Linked DNA regions of Rattus norvegicus: region 1 is linked to region 2. The links are chromatin contacts, called in public HiChIP or PLAC-seq maps. All regions are on one chromosome and are shown on one strand. The core of a region is the stretch at or near the end of the contact, and the rest is flanking DNA. Distances in the headings are between cores, read along the strand shown.

Region 1 (3,126 bases), core at 498-2,997, 68 kb after region 2:
CTCTGGAAGAAGTGTGTGCTCTTAACTGCTGACCCAAATTTGAAGGTCAGATGGCTCAAGGCATTAATTTAAAACTAAGTACTGCCCAACACTGAGTAAACTAATATGTAAAGAAAACCATTCCACAAGTCTATTAAAATCTTGACAGAGAATTAACTAATTAATTTTGGAGTCTCATCTGTGATCCATGCTGGCCTAGCATTTATGACAATCAGAAGTGCTGGGACTCTAGGAGTGAGCCAATTTGCATCTTAACTAATTTTCAATGTCATGGTTAGCAGTCAATGGGAAAGGTAAGAAAAAAAAGGAAAGAAAAAACAAATGAACAAACAGAAGGTATCTTAGTTTTCCAGAATTTATCCAAACCGGAAAATCCTTTTAAAGTTTTACAAAAAGCCTCCAAACCACCACTCACAGGCCTGTATGCTTATCCTGAATTGTAAGATTGTGTTGCCCTTGATAATTTGTCTTCTCTTACTTGCCTCATCACCTACAGAAAAATATCCCACACCTGGAGGTGTGAAACTACGGAGAGCTGTGGGCTTCAGGACAACACAGTTCAACTACTAGCTGGCTTCATACTCACCTCCTCATAGTATATGCAGTCCGCCATTAATATGTAGTCTGGTGACATCAAGTCTTCTATGTCATCACCCCTTAAAAATGTCAAACATATGTCTTTAACTGATGCTCTGACGACTTAAAGTGTTCATTTTAGAAACGAAAAGCAGAAACTTTCCATCATATTAAGCATGCGTTGTGCAAAATGCCATTTAAAGCACAAGTAAGCGGTTATCTTAAAACAAGCTGAAAGGCCATACAAACCATTTCAGTACCTTGGCTTGAACAGAACCAGTCACAAGATGCTTGTTCATATTAATATTCATTTTCAGCAAGTCTTGTAGCTCCTCAAGATCAGTGACTATAACATCTGCCCTAAAAAACAACCTCGATTGAGGTACAGGCGCACGGCTGCACGCCGGTGACCTGACGCCTTCCCGCCGGTGAACTGATGCCTTCCCGCCAGCTCTTACCCGAGGGTCGCAGCCATGAGCCCCACGGCCCCCGTGCCGGAACCCAGTTCCAGCACCGAGCGCCGACTCAGAGCGTGGGCCCCATCGCCAGAAAACCCCGGCGTCTCCAGGTATTTGGCAAGGACGATGGCGGCGTCCCACACAACGCAACCCACGCCTCCGGAGCCGTACTGCTGCAGTCGAAGCGCGGTCCCATCTCGCTTCTCCAGAACCCGCACAAAGCTCCAGAGCGGATCCTCCACCTCCGGCTCCACGACGGACGGTATTCCCGCTCCTCGGCGGACGATATTCCAGCTCCTGCCCGCCACAGGCTGCGGTACGTGCTGACGTCACGCTCACGCAGGACCCGTACTTCCCAGCGGCAAAGCGGTTGTTCAAAGCGCATGCGTGACTCTCAAAGCCCGGAAGGCGGTAGAAACCCGCAGAATCTACCTGGGAGTGGCCCAGCTGCCTGCTACTTTGATCAGCTCTTTAAGCGCTCTTTAAGCAAACGACAGTGCTTTTTCCATAGCTCACTCACAGCTGTTGACTATAAATCTAGGCAGCTACCCAGGTCCTACCAAAAATGGTTACATTCAAGAAGTTTTTGTACTGTGCTTCTTTGTTATATGAGTGCATAAAAGTGGTGGCTTGGAACGTGCTACTTGCTTTTAACTGAAAAGAAAGGTTAATCCTCTAACATTTAAATCCCACAGAGCCAAAAGATGACCAGTAAGACCAAGTACCTGAGTTCCAGGACTCAGATAGTAGGAGAGACCTGCATGTTGGCTTGACTTTCCAATTGGATCTCTGGTATGCAACACACACACACACACACACACACACACACACACACACACACACACACGATAAGATATTCATTTTTCTACATTTCTTTCAGCTTTGTTGTTTTTTGTTTTCAGGATGGTCTTCTGGTATGCAACACACACACACACACACACACACACACACACGATAAGATATTCATTTTTCTACATTTCTTTCAGCTTTGTTGTTTTTTGTTTTCAGGATGGTCTTCTGGTATGCAACACACACACACACACACACACACACACACACACACACACGATAAGATATTCATTTTTCTACATTTCTTTCAGCTTTGTTGTTTTTTGTTTTCAGGATGGTCTTCTGTATCCCAAGTAGGTTCAAACTCTCCAAGTAGTTGAGTCTCGCTTTGAACTTCAGTGCTTCAGTCTTTAATCTCCCAAGTGCTGCGATTACAGGTGTTCCCCACTACACCCAGCTTCTTCTAGTTCTTTGTGATAAAAACGACATTGCAAGTCTTTTACAAATTAAGACTGAGGTGATTTATTAACCTTGTTAAGAACTCTGATGCAAAGCACAGTAGAAGGCCACAGACCAGTAGATAAACAACATGGCTTTTGGCTACTTTACAATGGGGGCTACTGCACTATCAGCACAACATACGTTGATCACTTTGAACGAGAGTATCCAAATGGGAAAAGCTTTATCCTGTCTGATTAAAAAAAAAATTTAATAAAGCTTTTAAAGTATTTTCTGTTTAAATATTACTAATCTGGAAAAACTTTAAAAATTTCAGTTAACACGAGATTAAAGACAGTTAATAGGTGTGAAGACAAGGCAGATGGCAGTTGGTTCTTATGCCATAAGAAACTTTTGTTCTGGACTTACAAATTAGTAAAATAGCAGATTGTATTATAGGCCTCAAGTCACTTACATTTATATAGGTTATTAGCATTTTCTTTAAATATATACAATATAAATAAACTGTACATATATGGCATATTAATTTTGTTTTCCCAAACAATAGGCAAATCATTAGCTAAAGACACCACACACTGCAAAACAAAAGGCACATCTTAATGAGATACATGCCCTTCTGTAATCAGGTTATACAGAGTTGTTTATAATCTTACCAAAATAATAAACACAGTGCATTCTATTATTTCATTCTATTTTCCGTTTTGTCTTCAGCAGCAAATACTGACATTTAAGACATGGCCTCAAAGAGTTTAAGAACAGTGGGTATTATTCATAATTCTCCTAGATGTAAAAACCAAACGAAGTTAAAAGCTAGAAGGTGGTCAGAGGGTTAAAAACCAGTAAT
Region 2 (2,950 bases), core at 169-2,668:
GTTCTGAGGTGAGGGGAGGAAAGAGAGAACTATGTGCAGCCACTGCCTTGGTTTCCATGTTTCTCTTGGCTCAGTCACTCTGGGGGAATGAAGAAGCTACCACATCCTGAAGACTCGCAGGCAGGGAGTAAGAGGCTGGGAGGAGCTGTGTCTCTGGGCAGTCAACCAGAAAGGAACTAAGCTTGTAGTGACCACATGACTGAGTTTGCAGGCAGATCTTGCCCCAGCAGTGTTGGTATAACTTCAGTCTCAGTGAATGATTCCGCTGAGACCACAGGCCAGAGCCACCAGAAGGCAAGCCAGGTTTCTAACCGATAGAACTGAGATGACACTCATTGTTTTAAACTGCTGAGTTTAAGAGTAGTTCACTATACAATGACACAAACAAACAAACAAACAAACAGGCATTTCCTTTCTTGGTTTTGCACTTTTCCTAGGGGAAAAAAGTGAATATATGCTTTCAACAGAGACCTCCAAGAAGGTCCAACTCCAGGAGATGAGACCCAGGCAAACGATCAGCTTGAAAGAAGCTTCCCTTGAGGCCTGGGGAGAGATTCACAGGGTTGGGACTTTTCCAGGCCGTGGGAAGAGTTGCTGTGGACTGTGAACTTATACTTACTCCTGAACACAATTTCGCGAACCTCTTTGGTGCAAATGCTAACCAGACAATTTAAGGACCTTGAAGTGCTGCAGAAACGGAGTTCCTTTAGTGCCCCCGCCAGCGGGGACCCCGACACTTTAGCTATTCTGAAACTTCAGAGAACAGAAGGAGTTCTCAGGCCTCTGGCTTTTCAATTGAGACAATTCCTGGTGATGCTTTTTGGAGTAAGGACTGAGCAGGCACTTGGTACTGATTCCTCATACACTCCCTGTGAGTCGCACCTCACCCTGTCTACCATACGAACACTTCCAAGTCAGGAAGGTTTCTGACATGAACAAAAGGCATCCCACAAGAATTCACGAGAGCACAATCCCACAAGGGTGTGTGCGCACAAGAACACAACGCCACTTGGTTTTTCTGATAAACTCACTCATTGGTGGGTCCAGAACTGCAGGCTCCGAGCTACTCACCTGCACATACCAAGATGAGCTCCTCCACCTTGCTTCCTCTCCAGGAAACCTGTAGCTAAAAGCATCAGTTTCCTGAAGTACTGCTGATCTAGGTTAAGGCTTTTCTCTTGCCTTTGAAGTGTAGATTCAGAACCTCTGGGGAGCTTCTATTTTAAAGGTACAAGAATAAGGCTGTTTCCTTCCTTTCAGAAGAACACAAGGTACAAACAAACCAGGAGGGGTGGAGGCGGGCTGCCTGGTCTGAGGTCAGGAGTCAGCAGCGGAGTGGAGAAGCATCCCTTTGCAATGCATGGCCTCGAAGTATGCAAAATCATGCCAAGTTAATTTGGTGCAGCTGGGGAGGATGGGAGGCTCTGTCAGAGTCTGTTGTTTGTGAGCCAACCACCTCATTTCTCCAGCTGTTAGAGAGAGAGAGAGAGAGAGAGAGAGAGAGAGAGAGAGAGAGAGAGAGAGAGAGCACTAAAGGAAACAAAGATGTAGAGGAAATGAAGACGTTAGAGCCAGAAGCCAGTTTCTGCCAACAGGAACAAGAGGGGCGATTGTGCTTCTCATTCAGTGGCAACGTTGTCAAAAGGCACGAGACTCCAATACGCGCTGAGACTGCATGAGGGCCCCTCCATGGGGAGTGCCAGATGCGACTCTTTCAGAACCTCAGGTCTCAGAAGACTGGTCCCAGAATGTCAGGGAGTGGCTAGTTTCTTGGTGGCCTCTCCAAGTAAGAGGAAATGCAAACATTGTGCCTGCTCTGTAGCTCTCTCAAAACCAGTGCAAATGCAAGTCTTTCTCAGTGTGGGTCACACTTTTCTCTCAATGTTAATTAAAAACAGTCCTGGTCTTGTTTCAGGAAAGATTCCCAGGACAGTAGCCAAAATCTTACCCAACACACACACACACACACACACACACACACACACACACACACACACACACCATAGTGTGGGTGAGGTGGGAGGGGAGACAACTACTTGATGTGATTTCAAGTCTGCCTGGAATTGTGCTGGAGTTAGGAGTCTGGAGATTTCTCCAAGGAAGAGCCAGGCAGCACTGGAGAAACAGCATGGCGTGCCTGCCTGCCTCAGCTCTTCCAGCACCCATCTCAGGCAAGCGCCCCAGCTTCTCTGAGTAATTGCCTCACAGTGGAGAAAATCTACCTCATGAGTCTGGAGCAGGACTCTAGGAAAAGGCCGCCTGTTTTGAACACAGAAAACACCTCTCTGGCTTGCGTTTAATTGAACTTGACCTACTCCATTAAAAACTCAACAATTCAGGGACAGTTGAGGAGTCCCATAGACTATGTGGCCTCCTGAGACCCCAGCCTGGCCCTACCTGCCTTGCTAGATGTGCAGACAGCTGAGGTGGACAGTCTGACTTGCCCTAGGTATTTCCGTCCTAGTGGAGTGATGCGGACATTTTGTTTTCTCCTTTTTCTCTCCCCACTTCTCAAGGATGGTGTCTGTATCCAATTCTCACAGCCTGTTCTTGTTATTGGTTATGGTGTGTGTGTGTGTGGGGGGTGGTTATTGGGTTTTTGAAATGTATTTATTTTTTATTTGTGTGTGCACACCTGTGTGTGGAGATCAGAGGACAACTTTTGGGGATTTGGTCTCAATTTCTGTGGAAAGGCAGGGTCTCTCTTGTTTTTGACATGCTGCACACACTGGGCTAGATAACCCTGAGCCTTCTGGGTACGTCTCCTGTTATCTCACTGTGGATTACAGGACTTTACCACTGCCGTGTGTGTGTGTGTGTGTGTGTGTGTGTGTGTGTGTGTGTGTGACTCTGTCTTTCTTGGTTATTGGTGGTTTGGATCAGGGTACACAGGGCACCCCCCACACACTCCCCACCCCCGTACCCCTGCCACCAGAAACATCCAGGTCAT

Evidence for each region. HiChIP or PLAC-seq counts read pairs in DNA pulled down with a chosen protein or histone mark.
Region 1: an H3K27ac HiChIP or PLAC-seq map of oligodendrocytes shows a contact between it and region 2, with 5 times the contacts expected there. The contact joins the promoter of Vcpkmt here to the enhancer-like site in region 2. A contact is called at or near these places in 4 of 12 Hi-C or Micro-C datasets (the Rat2 cell line, Schwann cells, kidney and 1 more) and 1 of 1 datasets of contacts at active chromatin or transcription factors (oligodendrocytes).

What each region holds. Positions count from the first base shown.
Region 1 is chr6:93,776,653-93,779,778 of GRCr8, forward strand. Vcpkmt (valosin containing protein lysine methyltransferase) reads right to left here and starts at 1,748. Exons shown (of 5, transcript XM_063262661.1): 1 at 1,035-1,748; 2 at 826-931; 3 at 587-656. The coding sequence starts at 887. Sos2 (SOS Ras/Rho guanine nucleotide exchange factor 2) reads right to left here. Exons shown (of 23, transcript NM_001135561.1): 23 at 2,319-3,126.
Region 2 is chr6:93,708,898-93,711,847 of GRCr8, forward strand. LOC120103545 (a long non-coding RNA gene) reads left to right here. Exons shown (of 7, transcript XR_005505998.2): 7 at 1-1,938. Among named protein-coding and RNA genes, the nearest start is that of Vcpkmt, 68 kb to the right of the region's middle. Within about 2 kb of position 1,419, at least 35 of the 93 cell types and tissues checked have an H3K27ac peak or open chromatin away from gene starts, as enhancers often do. A contact at or near this core is called in Schwann cells and kidney, where this site is marked.